Linked DNA regions of Mus musculus: region 1 is linked to region 2. A link is a contact called in public HiChIP or PLAC-seq data. All regions are on one chromosome and are shown on one strand. The core of a region is the stretch at or near the end of the contact, and the rest is flanking DNA. Distances in the headings are between cores, read along the strand shown. Region 1 overlaps Brsk1 (BR serine/threonine kinase 1). Region 2 overlaps Ttyh1 (tweety family member 1).

Evidence for each region. HiChIP or PLAC-seq counts read pairs in DNA pulled down with a chosen protein or histone mark.
Region 1: a contact with region 2 is called in an H3K27ac HiChIP or PLAC-seq map of embryonic stem cells, with 2.1 times the contacts expected there. The contact joins two enhancer-like sites. A contact is called at or near these places in 1 of 39 promoter capture datasets (cranial neural crest), 2 of 115 datasets of contacts at active chromatin or transcription factors (both in embryonic stem cells) and 1 of 9 other capture datasets (liver).

Annotation. Positions count from the first base shown.
Region 1 is chr7:4,700,559-4,705,544 of GRCm38.p6, reverse strand. It overlaps Brsk1 (BR serine/threonine kinase 1), which reads right to left. Exons shown (of 19, transcript NM_001003920.3): 8 at 1,271-1,417; 9 at 830-861; 10 at 307-477. Among named protein-coding and RNA genes, the nearest start is that of Brsk1, 12 kb to the right of the region's middle. Within about 2 kb of position 2,889, at least 17 of the 459 cell types and tissues checked have an H3K27ac peak or open chromatin away from gene starts, as enhancers often do. A contact at or near this core is called in embryonic stem cells, where this site is marked.
Region 2 is chr7:4,122,583-4,127,265 of GRCm38.p6, reverse strand. Ttyh1 (tweety family member 1) reads right to left here. Exons shown (of 14, transcript NM_021324.6): 2 at 4,611-4,683; 3 at 2,535-2,646; 4 at 1,523-1,743. It overlaps D030047H15Rik (RIKEN cDNA D030047H15 gene), which reads left to right. Exons shown (of 3, transcript NR_033548.1): 3 at 1-926. Among named protein-coding and RNA genes, the nearest start is that of 9430041J12Rik, 4.2 kb to the right of the region's middle. Within about 2 kb of position 2,740, at least 147 of the 459 cell types and tissues checked have an H3K27ac peak or open chromatin away from gene starts, as enhancers often do. A contact at or near this core is called in embryonic stem cells, where this site is marked.

The sequences.
Region 1 (4,986 bases), core at 1,640-4,139, 580 kb before region 2:
TTTCTCTTTTTTGGACCCAAAATGCCATTTTTTCCCACAAGCCAACATAGTTGGCTTCCTATGTTCAGTGTTCGTCACAACTTAAGCACTTATTAAGTTCTACGTAATGAAGACACCATTCACGCCCATCTCAGCTTTAATGCTTTCTTTCTCTGAGCATTTCCAGATTATTCCCGTGCACCAGCACTAAAGTTTGTCAGATCCATAAAACTGGATGCGGCACGCCCCCTTCAGGCTTTCTAGGGAACTGCCACAACCCATTCAATGAAGTGGGGCGCCGGTGAAAAGGATTTTGGGAGCTCTTACTCCTCGCTTCGCAGTTCTCTGTGCAGCCGCTCGCGGTCTCTGAAGCAGCCCAGAGACGCCATGCTTTCCAGAACGTCAGGGTCCAGCTCGCCATTGGAAGGCAGGCTACGCATGGCTACTCTGCGGCCTGGGGCTGGCTCCAGGCAAGGGTCTGGTTCGTGTTTCCCGCCCCTGGAATAGTAGAGAAACGCTTATCTTCCTAGTGTTACGTCCTATGCCCAGACTCCTCATCCCAGGATCTGGAGAGTCTGGGTCCCCATCTTCCTCAGACTGAGGGTGTCCAGACCCTAGTTCTTCAAACTCTGACTCAAAGAGTCCGGAGCCCTCCTCCCTCTAGACTCCACACCCTCCCTTTCTTTAGCTTTGTCCTCCTCTGCCCATACTCTGAAGTTTGAGACGGTAGGTCCCTCCATCCCATCCCACCCATCAGGAATATGGCACCCCACCCTCCACCTTTCTATTCTGACCCGGGTGCCCTACCTCCTCCCGCAGGTACCCAACTGTTCAATTCCCTCCTACTCACAGATACCAAGGATGTTTCTGAATTTGCTCCAGCTGTGAAGGGGTGGGTCACAGAGAAGCAGAAATTAGGTCACATACAATAGCTAGCAAGCAGTAACATAAAATTGATTAGCATTGGCTCCGGGAGGTCACTGACCCATCCCGAAGCAGGGTGACATCATGTCTTCCCCTGGTGGCGGTCAAGCACCTGCAGATTGACCATTTTTAAACCCAGGTAGCAGTTTACTGCACGCCAAGTGCCAGCCTTTCAACCCCCGCCAATCCCTCAATGCGCCGCCCTCAAGGGTCCTTGGTCCAACTTGGGAATGATTCTAAGTTTTAGGTTTTGCTGGACCTTGGGCTTGTGGCTTAACCAGCAAACTCATCCAATGGCAGGCTTTACAGGCAGCCCTCCAGGAACTCTCTGGAACCACTTCACCTCTGCCAGCCCCTCGCTGCTTACACTGAGCCTTTTCTCGGGCTCCACTTCAATCATCCCTCTCAGGAGGCTCTGGCAGTCTGGAGGGATGAAGTGAGGCATGTGGAAGACCCCACGTTTCACCTTCTCCAGTAGCTGGCGCAGGTTGTCGTCATCGAAGGGCAGTGCCCCCTGTGCAAGACATCATCAAGAGCCTCAGGTCAGTGATTCTCAACCTGGCGTGGCAGCTCTTGGCGGGGGTGGGGGTGGGGGTGGTGGTGTTATAGACATGCACCACCAGGCCCAGTTCATGTAGTTTGGGGGATGGAACCAGAGGCTTCATGTGTCCTGGACAAGCAATCTACCAAGTGAGCTACATCGTTGTCTCTTTCCTTACGGCAGTGGTTCTCAAGCTGTGGGTCATGGCCCCTTTGACAGGTTAAATGACCCTCACACAGGGGTCGTCTAACACCATCAGAAAACACAGACATTTACACCACGGTTCGTAAGAGTAGTGAAATCACAGTTATGAAGTAGCAACCAAAACAACTTTATGGTCGGGAGTCACCACAACATGAGGAACGGAATAAAGGGCCACAGTGTCAGGAAGGTTTCGAGCCTTCCTTAGGTGGAGCTTAACACTGTCCAGGTGATGGGCTGGAGAGATGGCTCAGTGGTTAAGAGACTGCTCTTTAGAGAGGTCCTGAGTTCAATTCCCAGCAACCACATGGTCCATCTGTAATGGGACCCAACGCCCTCTTCTGGAGTGTCTGAAGATAACTACCGTGTACTCATATACATATAATAAATCTTTAAAAAAAAAAGATTGAGAGTTGGGTTGGATACTTACTGTCCACACCTATATAGGGCTGGAGATGTAGCTCAGCCAGTGGGGCGCTTGCCTAACTTCCAGGAAGCCCAGGGTCCCACCCCCAGCACCACTGGTGTCACAGGCCTACACCCCACACTCGGGAGGTGGAGGCCGGAGGCTCAGAAGTTCAAGGTCATTTTCGGTTACATATTGAGCTTTGAGGCCAGCCTGGGTGATGCGACACACTGCCACAAACAAAACTACATTAAAACAAAACAAAAATACATCAAAACTAAAATAAGCCTCTCTCTAAACTCTTCGTGCACACCTTCAATCTCAGCACTCGGGAGGCAGAGGCAGGTTGACCTTTATGAGTTTGAGGCCAGCCTGGTCTACAGAGCAAGTTCTAGGACAGCCAAGGTTACCAGTGAGACCCTGTCTCAAACAAACAAACTATAAAGAGGGCCTGGTGCAGCAGTGCACGCCTTTAATCCTAGAACTTGGTTAGACATGGCAGGCAACCTCTGTTGGCTGGAGGCCAGCCTGGTCTACAAACAAAGGCCCTGTCTGAAACAAACACCAAACAAAAACAAACAAAGGAAGAAAGAGAGAGAGACAGAGACAGAGACAGAGAGACAGAGAGCGAAAAAAGGAAAGAAGGAAAGAAAGAGAGAAACTGGCTGGGGCTGTGGTTCAGTTGGCAGTAGAGCGCTTTTCTACTAAGCACATGCAGCAAGCTGTGCAGAATTCTCAGCACTGCAGATACGGGACGTGGACCTGAGTCCTGGAACCCTAGCCCTGGGAGGGAGGCAGGAGAAGCAAGGAGATCAGATGCTCATCTCCAGTTACATAATGAGGTCAAGGCCAGCCTGGGACATATGAGAACCTGTCTCAAATAGGCCCGTGACATGACATGTAACCCAGGCATGTGCCGCCAAGCCTCTGTACCAGAGCTGATCCCTGGGACCCACGTGGTGTGGTGAAGGGAAGGATTGCCGCCTGCTAGCTGTCCTCTGACCTCAAGCATGCCTTGAATACGCTTGCCAGCACACCCCCTCCATGAATACGTAAATAAACATAACAAAGGGAATAAGAGAATAAAAGGAGAAACGGGGGTCGGGTGGGGAATACAGGTGGAATGGGCTGATGTAATGTTCAGGATTGGGACAGAGTAAGAAGGGGGTCTGGTCTGACATAAGGAATTAGAGGAGGGCTCTTGGGAGAGATGAGTCTGAGGGCTTTCCCAAATGTTTTAAACGGTTGACCCTGGTATCTAAGGGGCATGGACAGAATGCAGGGTGAAGGTAGATGGGGAGGGCACCTTCTGACTGGTCTTGGAGTCAGACAGCCTGCCTTTGGCTCTGGTGCCTGATGGCACTGGCAGTGAGCCTCAGCTTATCGCCTCTGTGTAAGGGATGTGAGGATTCTATTGGGAAAGGCTATGGGACAGATTAAAAATATCAGCCACAGCACAGCTGGTCCTCATTACTCTCGGAAGTCCAATTTTATATAATCACTGTGATCAGTGAGTTAGTGAGTCCTGGAATAGGGAGGTCTTGCTTCTGTTAGAAACCAGCTAGGTTCCTTCTACCCTCTGGCCACAACAAAAGCCACACAACAAAAACTGACACATCAAGGTCAGTTCTTACTCTAAGTTGTTTGTAATGTGATGGTTTTTTTTTTTTTTGTTTGTTTTGTTTTTTGAGACAGGGTTTCTCTGTATAACCCTGGCTGTCCTGGAACTCACTTTGTAGACCAGGCTGGCCTCGAACCCAGAAATCTGCCTGCCCCTGCCTTCCAAGTGCTGGGATTAAAGGTGTGCACCACCACTGCCCGGCTGTACTGTGTTTTTTGTTGCTTATCTGTTTGCAGTACTGGAGGGGAACCTGGGATCTTGTATTTAATTTAAACCTTCACAATTGTTGGTACTGTAATTATCCACATGTAATTATTCGGTTCACATATAATTACTTGATTAGGAGGATTGAGGCCTACACAAAGGGAGCGATTTACTTGTCCAGCATGAGGAAGCAGAGATTTGAACTCTATCCTTTCCCTACTGATGACAGAAAGCTGAGCGTTGGCTCTGGAGATCTAACCCAGTGGGTAGAGAGCTTGCCTAGCATACACGAAGCCCTGGGTTCAACTTCCAGCATGGTATCTTTAATCCCAGCATTCGGGAGACAGAGGCAGGGGAAATCTGAGGTCAAGACCAGCCAGGTCTACAGAATGAGTTCCAGGATACCCAGGGCTATACAGAGAAACCCTGGCTCAAAACCAAAGACAAACCAACCGATCATCAAGCAAAAAAACCCAAAAACCACAAAAAAAAAAAAAAAAACCCAAACCCCCCAAAACCAAATTGGGTCTGGAGAAATGGTTACTCATCAGCTCTAAGTGCTCTCAGTCCTTGCTGCTCTCTCTCGCAGGGATCTGGGCTTGCTCCGCAGAATCCACATGCTGTCCTCATAACTGCCCACGATTCCGGATGCAGGGCATTCAGACACCTTTTCTTGCACCCGCAGGCACCAGGCAAGCACACAGTTCACAGATACATGCAGGCAAAACACTCATACACAGGAAAAAAATCTTAAAAAGAAACAAACATGCTCAGGGGGCTGGAGAGATGGCTCAGTGGTTAAGAACACTGAGTGCTTTTCCAGGGGACCCAAGTTCAGTTTCCAGCACCTACACAAGGAGGCTTATAACTCCCTCTAACTCCAGCTTCAGGGGATCTGACACCCTCTTTTAGCTTCCACAGACACTCATGTTCTCTCTCTCTCTCTCTCTCTCTCTCTCTCTCTCTCTCTCACACACACACACACACACACACAAATAAAAAAACCTTAAAAAGAAATGCTGAGAGCCGGGCGTGGTGGCACAAGCCTTTAATCCCAGCACTCGGGAGGCAGGGGCAAGTGGATTTCTGAATTTGAGGCCAGCCTGGTCT
Region 2 (4,683 bases), core at 1,491-3,990:
CAGGGATGAAATAACTCTAAGTAGGTGAAGACTGGCTGCTGAGATGGATGGCTGCCCCAGAGGGCTGCATAGCTTGTCCGGTCCCCTCAAGTACCACCCTTTAGTATGGCCCTTCTAAACACCCTGACACAAGCTGCCTGCCTGTCCTCAGACAAGCCCCTTCCTATTTAATTTGCTCCAAAGCACTCATTATCCACCTTATAGGAAATGTGTTTGCTTTTAAAAAATATTTTTATTTTTATATGTACAAGTGTTTTGCTTACATGTGTGTATGTCTGCCAAATGCATGCCTGGTGTCTGCAGAGGGGAGAAGAAAGTCTTGGATCCCACGGAACTGGACTTACAGATAGTTGTGAGCCGCCATATGAGTGCTGGGAACTGAACCTAGGTCCTCTCCATGCATAGCACAGCAAGTGCTCTTAACCACGGAACCATCTCTCCAGGCCTCCCCTCTCCCTTTTGATGCTACTATGAACATAGAGCCTCACACAGGCTAGGTAGGCAACTCTATCCTCGAATCATATTCCCAGCTCTTCAGTAGTGGATTCTAGGTAAGTGAGCCACACCCCAACCCTTCACTGGGGGGATTCTAGGCAGATGTTTTACCACTAAGTCACATTCTCAATCCTTTATCAGCAGATTCGAGGCAAGTGTTCTTCCATTATCACATCCTCAGCCTTTTTACATTTTATTTGGAGACAATGTCTCACTAAGTTATTCATCCTGGCCTTGAGATCTGTAGCCCAAACAGGGCTTGAGTTTTCAATCCTTTTACTGAGTCTCTGGAGCAGTTGAGATTACAGGCCTATATTCCCAGGCCTGGCTTTGTGGGCCTATTTTATATTGCTCTCCCAGCTGAGAAGACCCACTCCTACGCGGGATTTCCTGTGTTATCCACACTGCTTGATATATCTGTATTTTCCTGGCATTGTCTCATCTGTCATTGTTATTAACTAACTCTCCACAATCCATTTTGAGCTATGCATGACAGGACTCTAAAGTGGGAACACTGAAACGCAGGGATGGAAAGAAACTCGTTTAAGGACCTACAAATACAGAGTGGCCTCCTGAAGCGGAGGTCCCCAATCCCGTGCACACCGTCTCTCACCAGACGAGTTGCACGATGAACACAGGTGCCCCCAGAATCATCTAGCAGGTAGGATTACTACTAGGGTTAGTCCAGGAGCAACTGTGTGGAATGGTGATGTACCTGCTGAATGAATCATTTAAGGAATGGCTGAGTGAGTAAATGAATGAAAGAGTGGTCGTGACAGGGTATGTAACTATGAGGGTGGGCCCTCAACTACTTGGTCATTGCTGAGTATATCAGCCTTGCTTTACAATCACAGAGGGGCTGGCCTATAGGATGATGGGCAGCATCCTGTCTCCACCCACCAGGAGCCAGCCAGTAGCTTCTCATTCAACCAGTGGGACAAATTAAACTGTTCAGATACTAACCCACATCCCTCAGGATCTAGAGACCGCAGTGCTTAAAAAATAAATAGGGAAATCCTTCTCCCACCTGTACTCCTCCACGAAAGTCACATCTTCAGCCACCTGTACGGGGCTCAGGGACACTCCTTGCCAGAAGGCCAGTCCTTGCAGGTACTGAGCAGCAGCTTCAGCCTGCCTTCGGGCTCCCCTGGTGGCAGCCACCAGCTCCATGCGGACTGACAGCACTTCCTCCAGGGTGGTCAGCTCCGTCTTCACTGCCTCACCCAGCCTCTCCACCGTTTCCAGCACCTGGGGAGATGACATTGTCTCACCTCTGGGGTGGTGGTTACCGGAAGCCTAGGGTTGTGGACGAGGGATAAAGTCTGGGGTGGGGCAGGGGGTGGTGAAGCAGGATTAAGGAGCGCCAGGTGCCTGAGATCTGGAGTCTGGGGCTTCTGGAGACTGAGGAGACCGTGAGTGAAGGTGGGAGGTTCCCAGATCTTGTCAGGAGCTCTAGTTGGTCAGGGGGCTTGAGCCTAAGGTAAAGATTCTAATCCCAGAGTTGAAATTAGGTCAAAATGGAAGGGGTTGGGGGACCTAAGGTCTGAAATCTGCATCTGCCTTTTTGAGGTTGGGGTCTGAAGTCTGACTAGTAGGTACTGAAGTTCAAGGTTGGAAGTGGGCTGCACCTTAGCCCTGAGCTCTGGAATCCTGGGTACATAAAAGCTCACAGTGGGGTGGGGGGCGGGGAGTTCCTGAACTTGCATCTGAGCCAAGGACAGGGTCTGTAGCTTTGGATCTGGCCTGAGGGCAGGAGCTGGTTTCCTTAATGCTTGGACTGTAACCCGCAGTGCAGGCCTGGGGCTGGATGTGAGTCTTCAGTCTGAATGCGGATCCAGCTCCGGTTTGCAGGGTTGGGGTTGAACATATGGCCCAATGTCTGCAGGTCTGAGTCTGCAGCTCTGCATTCGGGGATTAAGTTTTTGGTCTGAAATCTGCTTTGATTTGGCTGCTTTTGGTCTCCAGTGGGGGACCACATTCCCATATGAAGACCAACTGGGGCATGAGTCTGCAGTCTGGTCAGTGGCTGGCTCTCTCACCACGTCATCGATGGTGCTGAGCGTGTGGTTGGCGTGCAGCAGTGCTGAGCTGAGCTGGGACACCCCATCGCTGGTCTCGCTGTTACCATAGAAACCAATGCCAATGCCGGCACTGAAGGGAAAGGAAGAAGAAATACCAACCAGTCTCAGACCCTGGAGGGTGTCACCATGCCTCTACACACATACCCATCCTCCCAGCTTCTTCATTTGCCTATCTGATCTCTGCATCCACCCTATTGGTTCATCCTCCGTGGGAAAAAGAACAGCACGAGGTTTGCCTCCACCAGTTGCCAAGGTAACCTGAAGACCTCACTCCCCCTGCTGGAGAGACGTCATTGTGATGCTAATGGTGGGTGGAGTGGTGGAAAAGACAGAGCCCCCAGATTTAACTCACACCTCCCCAGAGTGGAACCCTGGTTTTTGCCTAGCTAGCCCTGGATTAAAGGTTATCAATCAGTCCTAATAGTGATCAGCTCACAAACAACTCCCACATCCTTTGCAAAGACATTCAGCATTTACAGCCTTGTCTTAGGAATCATTAGGCCAAGTGCTGTCTCTTCTAGCCCAGGTGTTCCTTACCCCTTCCTCCTAAATGCCCTAGACCCTATTCTTTTGTAAAAGACATTGTGCCCAGAGCTCTAAGCCTTCCCCTATGATGCCCAGGGATCCAGGCATCCAGCCAGCTGGAAGAGACTGAGAGAATGTGGGAGGGAGGGCTGGAGAGGCCAGGCCAAGAGCTGGGCCCTGTCTCTGCCCAGCCAACACACAGACTCCATTGTGGAGCTTGAATATGGGGACCCACTTTCCTCCATTAGTCTGTACTCCACACTGGAGGGGGCGAGAGCCTGATGCCCTCACAGTTCCCAGCCTTGGGCTACACAGGCCCCACCTCATCCCTTGGATGGGAGCCTACTGCCCTTGCCCCATTGTTCAGGACCCTACAAAGCTCCTCTTGTTCCTAGGCTCTGAGGGGGCTGGGGCTGTGCCTCACCCCCACTGGGCCTTTTTCAACATCCCACCCCCATCCACCCCCATTCTGGAGAGCCTGATGAGAAAAAAAATCTTGGCTATAGGGCGCCCAACCCCCATATACTCCCAAACACACACCCTCTTCTTCCTACAATGAGGAAGAGTGGCCCACAGCCCAGACTGGGGTGAGAGTGCTCCAGGACATAACCCCCAGCTGGCTGGAGGGGACACCAGATTTCTAAAGTAGTCCTGCTGGCCATGTATGAGGTCCCCACTAGGTCTCAGCCCCTTAACTAACTATGACCCGGTAGGGGCTGGACTCAGAGCCAGAAATCTCAGTGTCAAGTTCGGGGTAACTCCTAGGGAGCAAGCACATTGGGAGCCCTGGATGGTTCTTATACCATGAGTCTGACTCTCCGCTTGCCTCTTAAACCATATAGGCTTGCAAAGTCATGTTTCTCCCTTCCTGACGATCCTCATTCAGGACCAGGTGTGGCAATCTTGAGCCCAGCTCTCATCACGAGAAGGACCCAGACCCAGCTTTAGTGTGGGCTGAGTGGGTGCTACTGGTGGTGACCCTCTACGGTCTGTTTCCCTGATTGGCACTCTGGCTGAAATCACAGAGTGCTTTCTGTGGCGTGTTCAGTGCCTGGCACAGAGTAGTTATGTTCAGTTGTTGAACTGATGAGTTGATGAGTGAGCGAATGAATGAGTTTGATCAGTGTTAACACTCATAGGGGACATCCAGGCACTGTGCACTCTCTAGTCTATTCTCACTGTAACTAGGGTATGCGTAGTGCCGCAAACCACGCGCTATAGATGGAGAAACTGAAGTCTAGAGAGTATCTCACGCCTCTAGATAGAACCGCGGGCCAATGAGAGAACCACTGAGATCTCCAAGCCTAGTAGGCTTTCTTTTCTCCTCCCAGGCAGGCTGCTTCACACCCCTCAAACCTCTCTATCCCCCACTCACAGGGCAGGCAGGCACTCTTAGTGCCTAGCGGTTCTCCCTCCTAACTCTGGGCTCATACCCCCAAGGTCTCTAGAAAAAGACAGCGAGTATAGGAATCTCTGTCCCCGCCCCCACCCACCCTGGGGCCCCATTACCAGCCCACGAGAAGGGCAGCAATGCAGCTCCAGGTGACGCAACCTCCTCCGGGTGGGGGACTCTTGGCCCCAT